2 separate regions of the Sus scrofa genome follow, and region 2 is linked to region 1. A link is a contact called in public Hi-C data. All regions are on one chromosome and are shown on one strand. Each heading gives the region's core, a stretch centred on a gene start, on an enhancer-like site or on the middle of the called end of the contact. The rest is flanking DNA. Distances are from core to core; before and after follow the strand shown. Region 1 overlaps FNIP2 (folliculin-interacting protein 2). Region 2 has its middle 190 kb from the start of FNIP2.

Region 1 (5,476 bases), core at 2,958-5,457:
TTGAACTGTCTTTGGATTCCCTCTCTCCCCTTTCTGAGATGAATTTCTTCACTTTTAACTTCTGAATTTTAAATAGCTACTTTCTCTTTTGGTACTGAGGTACTAACAGACGTTTAATCCTGTGTTTCACTGGAGTGATTTTTAAGGAGAATTTTAAATGGCAGATGAAGTTTTCTTTGATCTTGATTTTTTTCAGGTTATCTAAGTCATTCATATTACTAAGTGGTTAAACATAACTTATGTCCAAATGAAGTACAAAGAATTAACTCTGGCAATTTCTTGCTGGGATAACTAAGGTATCAAATGTAACGAGAGGAGTGTCCGTGAGGATACAGGTTTGATCCCTGGACTCGGCGGGTTAAGGATCTGGCATTGATGCAAGCTGTGGTGTAGGTCACAGATGCGGCTTGGATCCAGTGTTGCTGTGGTTGTAGCGTAGGCCAGCAGCTGCAGCTTCAATCTGACCCCAAGTCTGGGAATTTCCATATGCCACAGGTATGGCTTTAAAAAAAACAAAAAACACAACAAAATGTTACAAGAAATATGTATTACAGAATAAAAGATAAAAGTCTAGTAAATACTTATAACAGGTAAAAAGCTATAAAATCAAATATATCTTTCTTCCCTTACAGAAAAGGAGATTCCCACCTCTAAACCAGCATGATGCCAGGTGCTACTAGAAAGAAAAACTGTCTATAAATGTAGAACAGAAATAAAGCCCTAATAATCCACAGGTGCCTCTTGTGTTACCCCCGGGACAGGGGTCCTGTGGTTTAAGGCCGAATAAAGGTTTCAGTGAAAAGGTGGTATCTATCTTTACAGCCATGAATACCGTTTCACCAAACTAATTATTATTATTATACTAATAGGAGCTTTTCTTGAGTGTTTATAACATCCAACACGGCTCTAAGCACTTGACCTGAATTATCTCACTTGATTTTCATAATCTCAGGAGGTAGCTCCTGTGGTTTCCCAGCTTTGACCCTGGCAAGGCACTTGGCCAGGAAGTAGCGGGGCCTGGACCTGAATTCAGGCTGTAGGACTTGGAAGCCCATGCCCTGGCCAAGGCCCTCCTGGCTGCCAGGGTGCCTCATCTTGGCCAGAGTTCGGACGGCAGCACCTCAGAGGATTCCCCCATGTTGAACAGGTGCCACCTTAACCTTACAGACAACAAAGGTGACGTCCCCAGAGGCTCAGACTGTCCACCATCACCCAGCAAATCAATCACAAAGCCTGGACATGACCCCAGAGACGTCCAGAAGTGCCCCGGGATGCCACGGGCCACCTCGGGTGATAGCAGGACAATGTTTGGAAGCTCCCTCTTTGAGGAAAAAGTAGTCTTGACCTTCTGAGTAATGTGGTGCAATTGCAGATTCGGTCCCAAGGATTCACTTCTCTGCCAGCAATGGGTGAGGTAATTCACATGCACCTCCCCGCTTGGTGGTTAACAGCTCTGTATTTTCTGTGAGGCCGGAAGGGAGATGTGAGCTGTCTGGGTTGGGGCTGAGGGCAGAGTGGAGAGGAAGGGCTGGAGGCGGCTGCTCACCCAGCTGCATCTCCACTGGCCAGGGAGCTCCTCCCGCATGAACTGACCCTCAGCACCGCTTCTGCTTTAGAACTCTCCCTCTCTCTCTAAATATACTTCCTCCATCTTTCTTCACACACACACTATCCTGGGAACCCGGAGAGAGCGGCTGTCTGTATTTAATGTAAGGTTATCGAAGTAATTTTAAAATTTAAACTTCAAGGAGTTCCCGTCATGGCTCAGCAGTAACAAACCCAACTGGTATACAGGTTCGATCCCTGGCCTCACTCAGTGGATTAAGGATCCAGCATTGCTGTGAGCTGCAGTGTAGGTCACAGATGAGGCTCGGATTTGGCATTGCTGTGGCTGTGGTAGAGAGTGGCAGCTATAGCTCTGATCCAACCCCTAGCCTGGGAACCTCCATATGCTGTGGGTGAGGCCCTAAAAAGACAAAAAGAAAAAAAAAAATCCCATTCAAACAACTGACACCAACCCCCATGGATTATGGAGCTTCAACATTTACACAATCTTCTATTTTATCCAGAACAACCCTATGAGGGTGGTCCCTGAATAGACAGAACTCCAGTCCCTTTGGAAACTGGCTTGCTTGGTATCGATCTGATAAATAGAAAACCCAGGAGTTTTCCCAAAGGAGGATTTTAAATTTCCCTTCATGCTTGACCCCTGTAACTCACCTACTTCTCCCTATAACCTGTTCACTCCATGCTCTTTGCCTCACAGAAGGGCAGCTGTTGCTGAATGTAGCCCGTGCTGGCTCTGTGTCACCTGTTCCGGTTTTACTTGGGCTATCAATCAGTTACACTAAAAATAATACGACTGAAAGTGTTTTTAGCTCTATTTCTTTGATGACAGGAGAAGACGGACTTACAAAATCGGCGGGGAGGTGAAGTTTGTGCAGCTGCAGGATGGACTGGAGTAGATTGGACACCTGACTCGAGACCAGGACGTCCTGGCCAAGTTTCGTGCTGTCTACTGCCTTCCTCTGACTTGTGGCCACCTGGACACTCCACTTATCCGTGTCTGCGATGATGCAGACTGCCTCGGCGATAGGTTCATCGAGCACGGGGTGCTGCAAGGGAAGCATAGGGTCAGCTCCTCACCACGCTTCTCAGCACACTTCTGGTGATGCTCAGAGCAACCAGAAATCTCTGGGCAGCATCAGACCGAGGGTGGACAGGGCGACCTGGGGGCTACAGGAACCCAGAGGTGCCCAGTGGGCTCAGCCAGGAGTGTCACAACATTGCTATTTATTTTTAAATTTTTTTCTAATGATGTTTTTATTTTTGATATAAAATAAGTCTTTCAGATAAACCAAGAAAAAAATGTCTACATAATCCCATTCAGTAAACAAACAAATAAGAAACAAATTTAAAAGAAACTGAGATCCAGACTAGCTTCAAGTATCTGATATGGTAACAAAAGTGTGGATGATGTAAAGCTATTTAAAAATTAACTCAGAGGAGTTCCAGGGTGGCTCAGTGGGTTAAGGATCTGGCAATGTCACTGCTGTAGCTGTGGTTACTGCTGGGGTGCAAGTTTGATTCCTGACCTGGGAACTTCCATATGCTATGGCACAGCCAAAAAAAAAAAAAAAAAATTAACTGGATAAAATTGCAATCATGATTGTCTTCTTCCATCCAGGAGGCACACTATACATGTCAAATGTTCAGGGGTAAGTAAAAAGACACACCATTTCTCTCCATCCCAGGACATTAAAGCCCAAGTCCTTCTGGAAGACTGCACTTGACTTTTTTTTGGAGGGGGGGGGGCCCTGCACCTGGGACATGAGGAAATTTCTGCGCCAGGAGTCAAATCAGAGCTTCAACCTACACCACAGCAACACTGGATCTGAGCTGCATCTATGACCTACACTGCAGCTCACTGCAACATGGGATCCTTATCTCACTGAGGGAGGCCAGGGATACAACCTGCCTCCTCATGGGCACTATGTCGGGTCCTTAACTTGCTGAGCCACAAGGGGAACTCCTGCAGTTGCCTTTTAAGTGGAGACTCAGAAGAGGGTGAAGGATTCTACTGTCATCATCCCAAGAAGGAGGTCTGGTGGGGAAAAGGAATGTCCCCTGAAAGATACGGTGCTTCAACCACTAAGCAATGTTGGTTCAGTAACTGTGCGCTACCTGCATCAGCAACTCTGACAACTGACTGAAACCAGACAGGGCCAGGAAGCGACTGATCGAGCCGAGGCCAAAGGGTACGAGTGTGGCCACTGACAAACATGCTTGAACACAAGCTCCTTGGTAACTGGGCAGTGGTGGACAAAGCATGTTAACCAGTAAACAGTGCCCCAGGGCAATAGGGTGAAAGCTGACACAGTCAAGGCAAGGGCCTAAAGCAACCAAATTCCTTGAAACTGATCCAAGTACAAGCACTTCCCCACCAACTCCTTTGACACAGGCTTGGTGCCCCATGTGTGCAAAAATCGACAGCACAAAAGCCTTCCTGGCCCCAAGCTGAGAGAAGCAGGCGTGGGCAGGTATACAGACAGACGCCCCTCATGGCCAGCATGCACGGGCACAGCTTCCTGACCTCAGTCACCAAAGGAAAACATGCCTGGCTTCCACGGGTCATTCTGTCCCTGTCGCTGCCCTGGTGCCTTTTGCCACTTTGGCTGCCAGGCCTAACTTCCTCCTGTTAACTTCCTCCTCATTTCCCCTTGGACAATGAACTTTCCTGGCTAAATCCTGCAAGGCCCACCCTCCCTGAGTCTTGGGAGGTACCAGGGCCAGTCAGATGCTTCCTCCCTAAAGCAGGGAGCCAAGGACACTCAGGGCCACTGTGTTCCTACCCAGAGAGCAACTCGGAGGTACCTTGTTTCCCACCTACCCCAAGCCTAGTTCTTCAGCCTTCTTACCATTTTTAAGAATCCCTACTTTCCCTCCATTTAAATGAACACAATTTGGGAGTTCCCATTGTGGTGCAGCAGAAACAAATCTGACTAGCATCCATGAGGATGGAGGTTTGATCCCTGGCCTCGATCAGTGGATTAAAGATCCACTGTTGCCGTGAGCTGTGGTGTAGGTCACATACTCGGCTCAGATCTGGTGTTGCTGAGGCTGTATTGTAGGCTGGCAACTGCAGCTCAGACTCAACCCCTAGCCTGGAAACTTCCATATACCTCGGGTGCAACCTTAAAAAATATACTTTTTTTTTTTCTATTGAAAAGAATAGCAAACAGCAAATCAGACAAAGCTGACTGGGCCAATACTTAAGCATTTGTTCAAATAATCCTTTTTTTAAAAAATCTTTCTATGGCTGCACTTGCAGCAGATGGAAATTCCTGGGCCAGGAGTTGAATTGGAGCTGCGAACTTCTGGCAACCTAGGATACTTAACCCACTGATTGAGGTAAGGGATCAAACCCAAATCCTCACAGAGACAATGCTGAGTCTATAAGTGGCTGAGCCACAATGGAAACTCCTCAAATAATCTTAAACATGAGAAATAAAATAATATGACAAAGCAGATTCTTGAATTAATGAAGCCCAGTTTTCCAAGGATGGGTCTCACTTTCTTAGACTTGTTAACCAAATAGTATGGATGCTCATACACATAATGACCCCAAATTTCATTGTCCCCAAAAGGTTTTTGGACCCCTCACTCCTACTCTCCTTATGCAGACATATACACACTCTCCAAAATTGAAAGCAAAGACGGGGCTGCAATGACTTCCCTTTACAAGTTCCTGCAAATTCTTGCCCATGTGTCCTGAATTCACAGCAAGATTAAAATGGCTCACCATCAATGTACCTGGTCCTTATGAGCAAAGAAAAGGAAATGTGGACATATAAAAAATCTGTACTTCGGGAGTTCCTGTCATGGCTCAGCAAAAATGAATCAGACTAGTATCCATGAGGACGCAGATTCAATCCCTGGCCTCGCTCAATGGGTTAAGGATCTGGCGTTGTCGTGA
Region 2 (5,393 bases), core at 1,847-4,346, 67 kb before region 1:
GCCCCAAAGGGCAGAGTTGAGTAGTTGAGACAGAGGCTGTACACTCCGTACACAAAGCCAAATCATCTCTTTTCTGGCCATTACAGGAAAAGTTGGCCAACTTCTGATCTAGACAAGCTCTCAGGAAAGGCTTTAATGTTTATTCACAATTAGAAATAAATCGTTCATCAGTGAAAGTTCTTAAAATATATTTTAAAAAATGTGACAGGTAAGAGAAAGCATCAAATTACAACAAGAAATAAAAAAGAAGGAAGAAGAGATAAAATAATAATGTTGTTGTATATTATGTGCCAGGTCCTCAAATAAGCACTTTTTTTCAGTAAAATTATTTCCGCTCCTTCCAACAAGGCTACTAGACAGGCATCATTCTTCTTTCTTTTTAAAACCATTTTATTTTTTTTTAAATTTTTTGCTTTTTAGGGCTGCACATGTGGCACATGGAAGTTCCTAGGCTAGGTGTCAAATCATATCTGCAGCTGCAGCTATGTTGGTTTCGGTTATTTTTATGTACACTAAGTTTGGAGTAAGTGTCTCTAATATAATTAATCGTTTGGAAACCAAATAAAAGGGAGGGAATAAAAGGGAAATGTCACCTCATGCATCAGATTATTCAAATACTAAAATTAATTTCAGATTATTAGAGATTGACCTAAAGTCTTCGAGGAGATTAGCAGATGTAAAAGGGGAATTAGGAAATGAGACCACTGCTCCTTGCTGCTAATGGCCCGTGAGGACCCCTTGCTCTGGAGACCATTTTTCTTCTTCTTTTTCTTTTTTTGTCTTTTTAGGGCCGCATCTGTGGCAGCATATGGAGGTTCTCAGGCTAGGGGTCGAATCGGAGCTGCAGATGCTGGCTTACACCACAACCACAGAAACTCAGGATCTGAGACATGTCTGCAACCTACACCACAGCTCACCACAATGCCAGATCCTTAACCCATAGACCAATGCTAGAAAAAGCTAGGGTCCTCGTGGAGACTAGTCAGATTCATTTCCTCTGAGCCACAACATGAACTCCCTGGAGGCCCTTCAATAAATGTAGGAACCATATACCCTAAAGATTGTTCTTTCTCTCTTTTTTTTTTTTTTCTTTTTAGGGCTGCACCTGCAGCATATGGAAGTTCCCAGGCTAGGGATTGAATAGGATCTGCAGCCACATCAACACTGGATCCAAGCTGCATCTGCAGCCCACACAGCAGCTTGTGGCAACCCCGGATCCCTAACCCACAGAGCAAGGTCAGGAATTGAACACAAATCCCCATGGATATTAGTCAGGTTCATTTCTGATGAGCTGCAATAGGAACTACCCCCCCCCCTTTTTTTTTTTTTTGCTTTTTAGGGCCTCATTCGCTGGCATATGGAGATTCCCAGGCTAGGGGTCTAGTCAGAGCTACTGCTACTGGCCTTCGCCACAGCCACAGCAACATCAAATCCTTAACTCACTGATTGAGGCCAGGGATTGAACCCACAACCTCATGGAACTCCCACTTTTTTAACCATTTTTAAATTGAGGTATAGCTGATTTACAATGCTCTATTAGTTTCAGGTGTACAGCAAAGTAATTCAATTATACATATGTAAATATACGTATATTCTTTTTTCAGATTCTTTTCTGTTATAGGTTATTACAAGATAATTGAATAGAGTTTCCTGTGTTATACAGTAGGTCCTTGTTGATAATCTGTTTCATTTATAGTAGTGTGTATCTGTTAATCCCAAACTCCTAATTTATCCTTCCCAGATCCTTTTCCCTGTGATAACCATAAGTTTGTTCTCTATATCTGAGTCTACTTCTCTTTTGTAAATAAGTTCATTTATATCATTTTCAGAGTCCACATATAAGTGAAATATGATATTTATATTTCTCTGCCCAAATTCATTAATATGATATTTTCTAGGTCCATCCATGCTGCTGCAAATAGCATTATTTCCATCTTTATCATGGCTGAGTAATATTCCCTTGAACATATGCACTATATCTTCTTTATTCATTGCTCTGATGATGGAAACTTAGGTTGCATCCATGTCTTGGCTATTGTAAGCAGTGCTACTGTGAACATTGGGGTGCATGTATATTTATTTCCTCATTTTAAGGCGAAGAGCCTAAACTCAGAGGCTGAATAATGTTCCCTAAGTTGCAAAGCCAGCACAAGACAAAGCCAGGATTTGAGTAGTTTTTAGCTTCAAAACCTCATCCTCAACTGTACCTTCAAAATTTCAGACACTGATGAAGAAGTCATGTTGGGTGCACAGAGGGGAGAGAGGAAGTGTTATCTACCCACTAACCTTGAAGGCACAATTTCTCCAGGGTAAGAAGAGGCAGACGAGCACCCTTGAAGGTGGTACAGTTGTTAATGGCATTACAGTCCTTCCCCCATCATGACATGCCCCCCCCACCCTTGGGATGAGGACACACTCCAGGCAGCTCTGTTCAAGCATCACTGCTGTGATTCATCTTGGTGGAAGGAGTTTATCTTCTGATATGAATGAGGACCTCAAAGTGGTCAGACATATGAGGGTTTTATTAACCCAGGAGCTGCCAACATTGTGGCTGGCCAATGAAGGCTGGAGTTTTGGAGAAAAGGATGAACAGTCCAAGAATCACTGCCATAGGATGAAAAACAACTAGGAACCTCCTAGAGGGTGTGGCTAGAGTAGTCACACACAGATTACACTTGTAAAAGGAAAAATAAAGAGACTGTGGATTGGACAAGAGCTGGAAGTTTGACTTTTAAGCAGGGAGTCAGATCCAGCAGAGTCTAGACTTTGGAGGATGAGGGTTAGGAGATGAAATGTGGATAGTTTAAAGCCAAACACCCTTGGAACTGCCCATCAGGGAAACCCCACGTCTGCTCCACTGGTTGGGTGGTGACAGGTGAGCCTTTCAGTGAGATGAACACTGGGGAAGTTTCCAGAGCTCCACACTGAAGGTGGCTCATGGGGGATCAGGGACAGTGGTACCCAGCTGCCTCTGCTGTATAGACTGTTCCCTGTATCAGCTATGGGGCCAGGGACGGTCATCCCAGAACTGCCTATGCCATGCATGTTGCATCACACTATTTCTACATCACAGATGAGGAGATAGGGGCAGAGTTCAGGAAAGTCCAGTGACTCAGCTAAAAAGTCCCAGAGAAGCTTGATTCTCTGGGGAGCCCCTCCCCTCGCACTTGCTTTTCAATGCCTATGCCTTTTCCACTATTCTGTCTAAAACTAAGAATTTGGGTTCAGCTGTCAAGTAATCATTCTCTTAAAAAATGTATTGAGGGGAGTTCCCATTGTGGTGCAGCAGAAATGAATCTGACTAGTATCCATGAGGATGTGTGTTCGATCCCTGGCCTCAATCAATGGGCTAAATTTCTGGTGTTGCCATGATCTGTGGTGTAGGTATCAGAAAAGGTTCAGATCCAGCATTGCTGTGGCTGTGGTGTAGGCCAATGGCGGTAGCTCCAATTCAACACCTAGACTGGTAACTTCCATATGCTGCAAGTGCAGCCCTAAAAAGCAAAAAAAAAAAAAAAAAAAAAAAAAAAAAAAAAAAAAAAAAAAGTATTGAGTCCACAGAATAACGGAGGAGGAATAACTACAGCTATACGCCTGCTTTCCCATCTGCAGCAGCATGAGGTGATGACAAAAACTTTTGCAACAACTGAAACATTATATAGGGGATCAGTATTTCCCCAAATCTGCTGCTATCTGCAGAATGTGTACAGGTGATCCAATGGGGGAAAACGATCCAAGCTTGGGAAATTCCAGGTTACATAACTGCAAACAAGTTAATTTGCTGCAATGTTTCTCAGAAATTTTTTGTTTGTTTTTAGGGTGGCATACAGAAGTTCCCAGGCTAGGGGTTGACACAGAGCTGTAGCTGCCAGCCTACACCACAACCATAGCAACGTGAAATTCGAGCCATGTCTGTGACCTACACCACAGCTCATGGCAATGCCGGATCCTTAACCCACTGAGCAAAGCCAGGGATCAAACCTGCATCCTCATGGATACTAGTTGGATTCGTTTTTGCTGAGCTAGGACGGGAACTCCCCCTCAGAACATTTAACTCACTTTCATATGCCAGGAATTTCTCAAAGGCAAATGGATATTGCTCCCAAATGTGTCTGAGAGTGGCACACCCCCCCACACACACACCCAGAGGTCGTCATGGTCACTCACAGCAGCAGCATTTGGGGAAAACCCTGGCTTACACAGGCCCTGAAATTCCAGCCAGACCAGTACGGTTCTAATTTCATCCTGTTTGGAGGAGGTGACAAAATTTTCCTTATGGCAGGGTTTTTGTAGGTGAGCCCTCAGCACACATCAAATTGGAAAACAGTTTTTCACTTTGGGGCCATGCTCTAGGCACTAGAGAAGTTCTAGCTGAGAGCAAGCCTGGAGCCATGATGGAGTCAGCAAGAAAAATTAGCCACAGTGACCTTGCAGGCACCACAGGGGGGCTAGGAAAACATCCACCCAAGACATGAGTGTGGACAACCACCTCTCATGTTTTCAGCTTCCCTGGAAGGCTTAGGTGATTTTCCAAGCATAGACTTGTTACCACACTGACTGCTCTGTCAGAGCACCTGGTCAAACCCTCCCAGACCTGAGCTGTCTGCAAACTTGAGATCCAAAACTCAGGATAAAACAAAAGGGGCCAGGGGGCCAGGAGGGCTCGGTGACACCATGACCACAGCACCACTTCTGCCTCCAAGGTCTGGGGGTCAACTTCGGGAAGAGAAGTGATGTTCCTTTTCTGTGTCCCCAGTCTGCCTGTACAATCCTGCAGCCCCTCTGCTTCCAGCACTTCTGAGACCCTTGCTGGGCTGGCAGTTCCTTGTCTATTTCAGTCAGGATTGTTTTTCCCACAGGTCTGAGCTCACTTTTGCAAGTCCGCATTATCAACTTTCAACACCGAGTGTATGTAAGTGGTCTTTTCTCAGACCTCCTCTTATTTTTCTCCTTTCACCCACTTCAATAATGCACAGATTCCTTTTTATTCATTGTCTTATGTTTAAAATGCCAATATTGGAGTTCCTGTTGTGGCTCAGTGGTAATGAACCCAACGAGAATCCATGAGGTTGCAGGTTCAATCCCTGGCCTTACTCGGTGAATTAAGGATCTGGAATTGCCATGAGCTGTGGTGTAGGTCAAAGATGAGGCTTAAATCCTGCATTGCTGTGGCTGTGGTGTAAGCAGCTCCAGTTGGACCCCTAGCCTGAGAACTTCCATGTGCCGCACATGCGGCCCTAAAAGGCAAAATAACAATAATAATAATAATAGTAAAAAATAAAATAAAATGCCAATATTTATTAAATGTCCCTGCCTTTTGGAATCATCTGTTATAAACTGTCCTCTTCATCCTACAATTGTCTCCATTTTCCCATGGCTTCTGTTACATTTGG

Evidence for each region. Hi-C and Micro-C count contacts between places; a contact is called where the count stands out from the background.
Region 2: a contact with region 1 is called in a Hi-C map of liver, with 18 times the contacts expected there. The contact joins two enhancer-like sites. A contact is called at or near these places in 1 of 5 promoter capture datasets (liver) and 3 of 47 Hi-C or Micro-C datasets (liver and skeletal muscle).

What each region holds. Positions count from the first base shown.
Region 1 is chr8:47,825,087-47,830,562 of Sscrofa11.1, reverse strand. FNIP2 (folliculin-interacting protein 2) reads right to left here. Exons shown (of 18, transcript XR_002346652.1): 16 at 2,415-2,615. Among named protein-coding and RNA genes, the nearest start is that of FNIP2, 120 kb to the right of the region's middle. Within about 2 kb of position 4,207, at least 13 of the 83 cell types and tissues checked have an H3K27ac peak or open chromatin away from gene starts, as enhancers often do. A contact at or near this core is called in liver, where this site is marked.
Region 2 is chr8:47,891,529-47,896,921 of Sscrofa11.1, reverse strand. No RefSeq gene overlaps it. Among named protein-coding and RNA genes, the nearest start is that of FNIP2, 190 kb to the right of the region's middle. Within about 2 kb of position 3,096, at least 6 of the 83 cell types and tissues checked have an H3K27ac peak or open chromatin away from gene starts, as enhancers often do. A contact at or near this core is called in liver, where this site is marked.